Regions from separate parts of the Bos taurus genome. Here region 1 is linked to region 2. Evidence: chromatin contacts called from public Hi-C data. All regions are on one chromosome and are shown on one strand. Each heading gives the region's core, a stretch centred on a gene start, on an enhancer-like site or on the middle of the called end of the contact. The rest is flanking DNA. Distances are from core to core; before and after follow the strand shown. Region 1 overlaps PLCL2 (phospholipase C like 2). Region 2 has its middle 54 kb from the start of PLCL2.

Region 1 (4,159 bases), core at 324-2,823, 180 kb before region 2:
GCTCACCCGCGAAGCCCCCCTCAGAGTCACAGTCAATCAGAAAGAACAGCGAGAACAGGAGCGATCAGGAAAATGCAAGGCAGACCTCAAGTGCAAAAATGCAGCATTCTGGGTGTCCCGAGGATTCCTCACTGACACTAAGCTGATTACCAATCATGGGCACCATGGGGTGGCTGCCCTCAGGAGGGAGGGCATTGCACGGCCCAGGCATGTGGTGGAGACACCTGCCTCTGAGGCTATTTTAAAGGCATTTTAGAATAAAACTAACTTTCTCACCTCTGCCAGTTTGAAAAATGAAAACAAAATATGGGTGAATCAATGGCTGGCTGCAAGGAAAGATTAAAAAAAATCCTTACTCTATGCGTGTCGAAAATCGTGTATGCTTTAGAAAGCAACTCAGATGTATTCCTGAAAAGCTGACCACTATTTGATCCAATGGAGGCACGTGTCCGCGGCCTGCTTTCTGCAACAGCAACGACGAAACACTCGAGTCTTTCAAATGCAGCAAGGGCAGGGTAGCCACGCTCCCGCACAGGTAAAGCCAAGTCCTTAGCCAGAGCCCCGAGCACACCAGGGGCACCGGCCCAAGACGCCTCTCTCCCCCGCGGCACCCTGAAAGTCCGAAGAGCCACTCACCATGTCGTACGTCGTCACGATCTTCTTCAGAACCTCGGGCACGATCCCCTGCAACTCCATGGTGGGGTACTGCTCGCTGAGGTTCAGAACCACCAGGGGCGTGTTATCAGGTCCCAGGAAGCGGGGAGACACCGCCAGCATGCACTGCATGAGGTTGGCCACGGAGGAGAGACCACACAGCTCCTTGAAGGACACCACTGCATTCTGCTCAGTGGGAAGAAAGAAGGCGCTCTGTAATTCAGCAGGGGCTGAGTGTCCCAAGGATGCCGTACTCGGCACACCTGGTTATCCTGGGGCTGCCTGGCACAACGGTTAGTGTCCGTGTTACAATAGACGTGGTTAATGATTATTTTATCCTGGGGAAAAAGGGCTATTTTCCAAAGTAAACGTAGTCATAGACATTTGTAACACCAATTTATCCAAAGGGCAGAAGAGGCAAACAAGTTAAATTCTTTTGAAGGGCAAAGCCGCTTTTCAGATCAAAGTTCACAGCAGTGTAAACACCGATATGCAACTACAAGCAAACAAACAAAAAAAAACGGCTTCTGCTTTCAAAAAGACGAGAAAAAAATGGAATCAGGCTTCAACTAAGTATCAAGTAGGCCAGCCATCCAAAAAGGAGAGGAGCATCTGGCAGGTAGGAACCTGAATCCCTCTCAGCTGTTTACACCTGCTGGTTCCAAAGCTAGAGGAACTTTGGGGAAGCTGCAGTTTCGGGCGGGAAACCCGGGGACCACAGCCTGCCCTGCCCATTGCCCTGTCTCCAGGGGTCCCACTGCTCCTCTTCCTGCGTTCCATGTCCTTTATTTCTAATCACTAGCGGCAGGCCATAGAAATACCCGTGAAAGGAAGCCCCTCCGCACTGTAGAAAGCCGTGAGCGGGCGTTTGAGCGCCGCTTGGAGGCACGCGTGTTACACGTGGCCCTGTCTGACCCTCCACCACCACGCTGGGCCCACAGGAACCGAGCCTCAGCCGTGGCCTCTTGTCCGTCTGGGGTCACGCGGCCGGCAGGGGAGGGGGTCAAGCTGGTACCTGAAGTTGGCTCAGGACGAGGCTGACACTCTCGATCCTGCGCTGCCGCAACAGGGACATTCTAACTGAAACACGGGACATCCAGGCACGCCTGGGTCCCGACCTGGGCTGAGGATGGCGCCTAGAGGGCAGGGGCCCAGGCCCCCCAAACCTGTGCCTTCTGGGCTCAAACACCGCAGTCCTTGGAGATGAGCAGCACGTCGGTTTGAAATGGGACATTTGATCAACGCTACTTTAAATATGGTCATCAAGTTGAGTGTCCTGGATGCTGACGCCTGTCAGTCCTTCCTGCGAGCGCTGGGGGCCCTCAGAGCCCAGACTTCTTCTCCACCTGCCGTCACCCTGGTTGTTTCGTCTCCTGCTCCCCGCCGGCCGCCCCTTCCCAATGCCCACCCCCAACCACAGGCATCTGCGGGATCCTGCCCACCCAGGCTCCACGGCCCAGTCACAGCCCCAGCTGCACACGGCACACACACAGCGTAGACACACGCAGCCCCGAAGGGCGACGGGCAGCTTCTCGTCCACGCCGGCATGGCTGCGGCCTGCTCAGGGCTGAGGTCCACGACCACGGCAGCCTCGGAGACGGGGAGTGGGGGGGGTAGGGGGGTTGCGGGGGGTGGGGGGCGGGGGGGGCGAACGGGACGCTGTCTGTATTTCCATTATGCTTTGCTTTGAGACAAACGATAACATTTCTCCGCTGCCAGAAGGTCTTTTTGTTTTACTTGCTGCTGGCATTCTGCTCTTAATAGTTATATACATGTATGTCTTTACACACATGTATCTTTGGGATGGACACAGACTGGGGCTGGTGTGTGTGTGTGTGTGTGTGTGCGTGCATGCTGGGGCTGGTGTGTGTGTGTGTGCAGGGGCTGGTTTGTGTGTGTGTGTGTGTGCTGGGGCTGGGGTGTGTGTGTGTGCGGGGGCTGGTCTGTGTCTGTGTGTGTCTCTGTGCTGGGGTTGGGGTGTGTGTGTGTGTGTTTGCAAGGGCTGGTGTGTATGTGTGTGTGTGTGTCTGTGTGCAGGGGCTGGTGTGTGTGTGTGTGTCTGTGTGCTGGGGTTGGGGGGGGTGTGTGTGTGACTGTGCTAGGGTTGGGGTGTGTGTGTGTGTGTGTGTGTGTGTGTGTGTGTGTGAGGGGCTGGTGTGTGTCTGTATGTGGGCGCTGGTGTGTATGTGTGTGTGTCTCTGTGTGTCTATGTGCTGGAGCTGGTGTGTGTGTGTGTGGGTGTGTGTGTGTGTGGCAGCCCTCACGCCTTGCTCTGCATCACTGGCAGCCCCCGTATCCTGCTAGACACATGGACAAGACTTAATTACATACATAATTCTGACTGACTGCTTGTAGTTGCTATGGGTATCAGAGGTGGTTACTATCTTAGATGTCTAATACACACAGGCATCATGTGTCTCTTACTGAAACAACTAGACTGCTGGGCTCCAGAGTCAAGTGCAGGCTCAACACTCAGACGCTGGCCGTTTACAGACTTGCCATTCCCGCAGCAGGACCGCCCCAGGAGAAAGGGCGGGCGTGTTCTTTCATTCTGACCGGCTGTGTGTGCGCTCCAGCTCAGGAGTGCCCAGAAACAGGAGAGATTCCCACCTGCGCATTTAGGAAAAGCGTTCCTTAGGGGCTACCAGGGACCAGGGCCTTCTTTGGGCTCAGCAACAAGGCCGGCTCATTCCCAAGTGTCATCAACGTGTTGAAGGGCCAACTGCCCTTTTGGAAATTTACATGATGGGGAAAAAAAAAAAAAATGACATCAGTGGGTGAGCATTCTTACAAGTAACTGGAATTCACGAAGTACTTTCGATCAGATACACAGCTGTTGGCTGGAACCCTCTAACAGCCTCCTGAGCCTCTGCGGCGGCGGACCCCGGCCTACCTGCATGTTCTCCCTGAGGTCCGTGGCGTCCCGGATCGGGGGCTGGGCGTTCTTGAAGACCTCGTCCACAGTTTTGATCCACAGCGTCCTCAGGGACGCGTACTCCCGGGACTTCTTCCCCTTCCGCACGGAGAGGCCCCTCTTGTGGGGCTTGCCGCCCCCTCTCCGGTTGGTGATGGCCACGTGCACGAACAGGGACGCGTGCGCCAAGACCTCGCCGGTCAGCGACTGCAGCTGCACATGGCGGTAGCCGGTCTGCAGGCACTCGAAGGGGATGGTGTACTGGCCGATGAACTCGTCGCCGATGTAGTCGTCGTCCAAGACCACGAAGCGCACCATGGCCAGCTCAGGGAGGTTGACCTGGAACTCGAAGCTCTCGTCGAAGATGGGCGCGTCCCCGTTCTGGTGCACGGTCCTCGTCCTCTGCTCGGCGCAGTCAGCGGGGATGCCGTGGATCTCCACGTACACGTACGGGTCCACCACGTCGCCCTTGGCGCCGGAGCCTTTGGGCTTGGGGAAGTTCTGCCCGCTGATGACCTTGATGTGGAGCAGCTGCGGGGAGACCCCCGGCACCGAGTCCTTGGTGTTGGCGCTGAAGAAGGAGACCTCCTC
Region 2 (4,167 bases), core at 556-3,055:
CAAGGGTCATCCTGGCTCCCGGAGAGCGACTTATTCTTATCGGGACTCAGTTTTCTGTCCTGAAAAGGGCGATCCAACTCTAAACCCTCCCTTGGAAAGTTGGTGAAGTTGGCTGTGTCAGTCCTTGGATGAAGAAAATGCTCATGGGGTGTATGGGATGGTTCCCCATACACTGCAGCATCCGTCACTCCCAGTGCCTGTTGATGAACAATGGTGGAGATCACTGCGAAAGTCAGTCGCAATTACAAAGCAGGATCTGCAATGTCTTGCCAAGAATGCTGCGTATCAATCCCAGCAAAGCTTTAACCACCAGAGGAGGCATTTTTCCCACCAGCCCTTCAACCCCTACAGTGCTGGGACATGAAATAAACGGGGTTACCTACAATCCACCACTTAAAAGCAATGAGTTGAGCTCTGAAGCGTGTATTTATGAAACATACATCTAAAGTATTCATAGCCTGATTTCCATTTCTCATAGGGCTGACCTAATTTCTGGGAGGTACCGATCCATTATGCCATGTTGGTTCATATGATGGAGGTAATATTTCTCTCACTTCCAATACTTGGGGAGCTATGAAAATATTCATCCCTCTGAGCTACAGAAATCAGCTTTCTTGTTCATGTTCTGTTAAAAGTACCCAATGCTATTTGTCAGGAAGGGATGGAGAAACACATCCTTCTATCTCTGAATCCTAATCAGGAGGGAGAGGAAAGGCGTATTGCACAGACCCCATGACTTCAGACCGTGCTGTTTTTAATTTCTAACCTGTGTCTAAACTTGGGAACCAATTTGACTACCTGGAGTGTACAGAACGGTTAACTAGGTTTGCTTCCGCACACAAGCTGGAGTTAACTGCTTCTGCCTGAATTAAGTAAACTCTGGCAGTGCTATCTGGACCTGGCATGACCAGATGGCAGTCGCCACACCTTGCCAGCTGCCAATCAGCATTCAACAGCTGCCCTTGACCCTGGCTTCCGATTATCTGTCGGCTATGAATAGAAGCAGAGTGTCAGAAAAGGGAGCAAAGTACTTGAAGCCAGCAATTCAGGAAATCCATCTGACAGCAACAGAATTGGCTCAATGCACTCAGCTAGTTTCAGGAAAACATGAGAGTGGAAAAGCATAAAGTCCAACGCTCGATCATTCCAATACCAGCAGCAAGAAACCACGGGTGCTCTTGTGAAATGAAGCACATTTCCAGATACATATTCTGTCATTTTTAAAACATCACCTATCAGTGTTTGAAATCCCCTGGATCTGACAGATAGCAACTGCTAGAGTTTGTTCAAGAAATAGAAGAGCACATCCAAAATTCAGTGTCATGCTTTTCCCATGCAAAAAACCACGAAATAACAGGCCAAAAAACTGGCAGTGGCTCACATTCTGTTTCACAAAATGTATCAATACATGCGTCGAACTTCACGTAGAGCATAGGAGCATTCTGTGGACTCAGAGCTGGACCAGCTGATTCTAAAAGAGAGCGCTGGAAAGAGGACCTCCACGTGTTGTGGGGCTAAATATCTGTTTTCCAAAGATAAAGACATGAGGGTAGGGGAGCAGAAAAGGACGGTTTTAGAAACAAGACTGACATTTCTGCTGGATGAGATAGGAACCACGCCTTTTGAAGGAAATGGAAACACAGCCCAGCCAGAAAGGAATAAAGTGGAATAAAGAACCAGAAAACAGAAAATAGCTGAGTTTAAGCTCCAGAGAGGCTTTCACTAAATTGCTTCACAGCTAAGAGGCTGTGCTTTACTAAACGTTAAGGCCACACCGGGGCAGTCCCGGGCGCCGCTCACCCGGGACAGCTGGACACATCTTTCACGGCTGACGACGGGGGCGGGGCAGTGTGGGGACAGAACCAGCAACTGTGGGCTTGGCGGGGCTCCACCGAGCCGGGGGCGGGCCAGCCGGGCGAAGCCTGGCATCCCAGAGCCCGCTCTGTCTCCCCCTGCAGAGTGGGTACCACCTGAGCCGAGGCCTGCGGGACCACAGGGGCCATTCCAACGGCTGGGCTCGGAGGACCGTCTTTCAAAGTCAAGGGCAGTGCGGAGGCCTCCCACCTCGTGAATATTCCGGGTGGTCAAAAGACTGATACCAGCCACAAGGAATTCATAAGCCTTTAAAAAATAATTCATATTTTGTTCTTCACCACGCTGTCCATATAGATTTGGGAATGAGTCATACTAAAGCTGTGAAACAAGTTATTTTTCCATCTAGAGATGGATTGCAGGCCCCTGGCCATTCTGAAGCACAGACAGAACATGGGATGATAGAATCTGACTTCGGGGCTGACGGCTTGATTAAAAACTGCATTATTTATGCCCCACTGGGATTGCTGCGGCTTTGGAGGCTTAAAACCACCTTCTGTGGCAGCTCTTCCCCTGATTTTAGGTTCACTGACCTCCTTTTCTGGATATGTGTCTCCACGGCAGGATTTGAAAGAGAATTAATTAATCCATTCTCTTGATCGCTTTTCATTAATTACTCCATCAAACTAACCTTAACCCAAATCGGGAGGCTGCCTTTTTCCTTCCCCTCACACAGGTCTTCCTTTTCTAGACATTTCCACACTCATTTACTCCAAGCTTCAGGTCTAGGTACACTCACTGAGACGCTCAGAAAAACCAGTGTTCTCTCAGCAGCGAAGGTGTCTCTCACAATCTGGTCCTCAAAAAGCAAACGGGGAAACTGTGATCAACAGTAACTGGCAGAGCTCTCAGATTCTGAATAAGTTCCAGAATTGTACACATGTCTCTCAGGAGGTAGGTTTTCAAAATATTAGGAGGCTGCAGCCCCCAGACACACACACACTGATCAGGCTGGTTTTTATCAGTTTAGCTTCTCTGAGGACAGCCCGTCCAAATCCACGACCAAACTTTATTACTCTGAAAAACATTCTAATTCATGTGCAAGCTGTTGGTTAATAAAGAGGATCAGAGAATGCTGGTGTTGGAAAGAGCCCTGGGGAAGCCCACGCATCAGAGTGTTTACATCAGGGAGGAGACCTGAGCTTTTAGAGCCCAGAACACACACTCACACTCACAATGCCATTCTCGTTGGTTTCCATGAGGGTCTTAGTGGTATGAGCCTGTTCCACCTTGAAAGTCTAAAGTGGAGAAGCGCTGGTTACCTGGAAGCAAGTAAGGCGGGCTCTCTCTGGTGTGACCCACCCTTTGCTTTGTTGATGGGGACTGATGACTTGGCTGGCTGTGCTTTTCAAGGCCTTTTGGCCTCTTGATGGTTCATCACACCAGGGACCCACCATGGACTGACATCTACTTTTTCCATTTTGAGTTCCATCTCCACGTTCTACTCATTCCCAGAAACTTGGAGGTCACCTAAAATGGTGATCCCCAGCTCAGATCTCAAAGAGGAAGTGTCACCAAGGGGGCCGACCAATTGCTTAGCACACCTGGATGCAACTTTTTCTCTGCGAGCTGAAGGCTGACGAAAGTGAGTAGAGGTGAAACAGGTTAATTCATAGATCAGGATTAAGTAGAGAGTCCAAACAGGAGGAGACAGGGAGTAGAAGACTCATCACAGGAACTGGCTCCCGTGATGGAGAGGGCTCGGTGGGAGGAGATGAAGTCCGCAGAGGAGGCTGTCAGGAGGGGCTTGCGTGAGCCGGAGCTGCCATCCCAGGTGGAAACCTCGGCTCTGCTTCCAAGACTCTTCAACAGAGCCAAGACTGCCCAGATTATTGAGGACATTCTCCTTACTTAAAGGCAATTGATTACGGACTTGATCGCATCCACAGAATACCTCCGGCAACACCTAGACTGGTGTTTGAACGTCTAGGAGCTCTGGCCTCATCAAGGTGGTGTAGCACTGGCCATCACAGGAGCCCTGCTCTCTGTTCCCTACAGGATAGTCCCACCTGTTCCTCCGTTTGTGTTGAGCACGAAGCTGACAAGTAAACATGAATTGAATGAGTGAATGAGTGAGTGGAGGAGATCGTGACAGGGATGTGCGGCACGGGCTACAGCACCTCAGCCTATCCTGGGGGGAGGGCAAATCAGTGCCCCCAGGACCCAGACGAAGCCCTGGGGATGGGCATGATGGTCCAGCCTGTGGTTGGGGCACGTCACCCCCAGCAGTTCTATGCAAGCGAAGGAGGTGAACTTTGCACCGAGGACCTCACTCATTGGGGAGGTCATAAAGGA

The links. A called contact is a pair of places that touch in the nucleus more often than the background predicts.
Region 1: a contact with region 2 is called in a Hi-C map of liver, with 3 times the contacts expected there. The contact joins two enhancer-like sites. A contact is called at or near these places in 2 of 11 Hi-C or Micro-C datasets (liver and skeletal muscle).

What each region holds. Positions count from the first base shown.
Region 1 is chr1:154,005,710-154,009,868 of ARS-UCD2.0, reverse strand. It overlaps PLCL2 (phospholipase C like 2), which reads right to left. Exons shown (of 6, transcript NM_001192255.2): 2 at 3,548-4,159; 3 at 637-840. Among named protein-coding and RNA genes, the nearest start is that of PLCL2, 130 kb to the right of the region's middle. Within about 2 kb of position 1,573, at least 6 of the 102 cell types and tissues checked have an H3K27ac peak or open chromatin away from gene starts, as enhancers often do. A contact at or near this core is called in liver, where this site is marked.
Region 2 is chr1:153,825,904-153,830,070 of ARS-UCD2.0, reverse strand. No RefSeq gene overlaps it. Among named protein-coding and RNA genes, the nearest start is that of PLCL2, 54 kb to the left of the region's middle. Within about 2 kb of position 1,805, at least 11 of the 102 cell types and tissues checked have an H3K27ac peak or open chromatin away from gene starts, as enhancers often do. A contact at or near this core is called in liver, where this site is marked.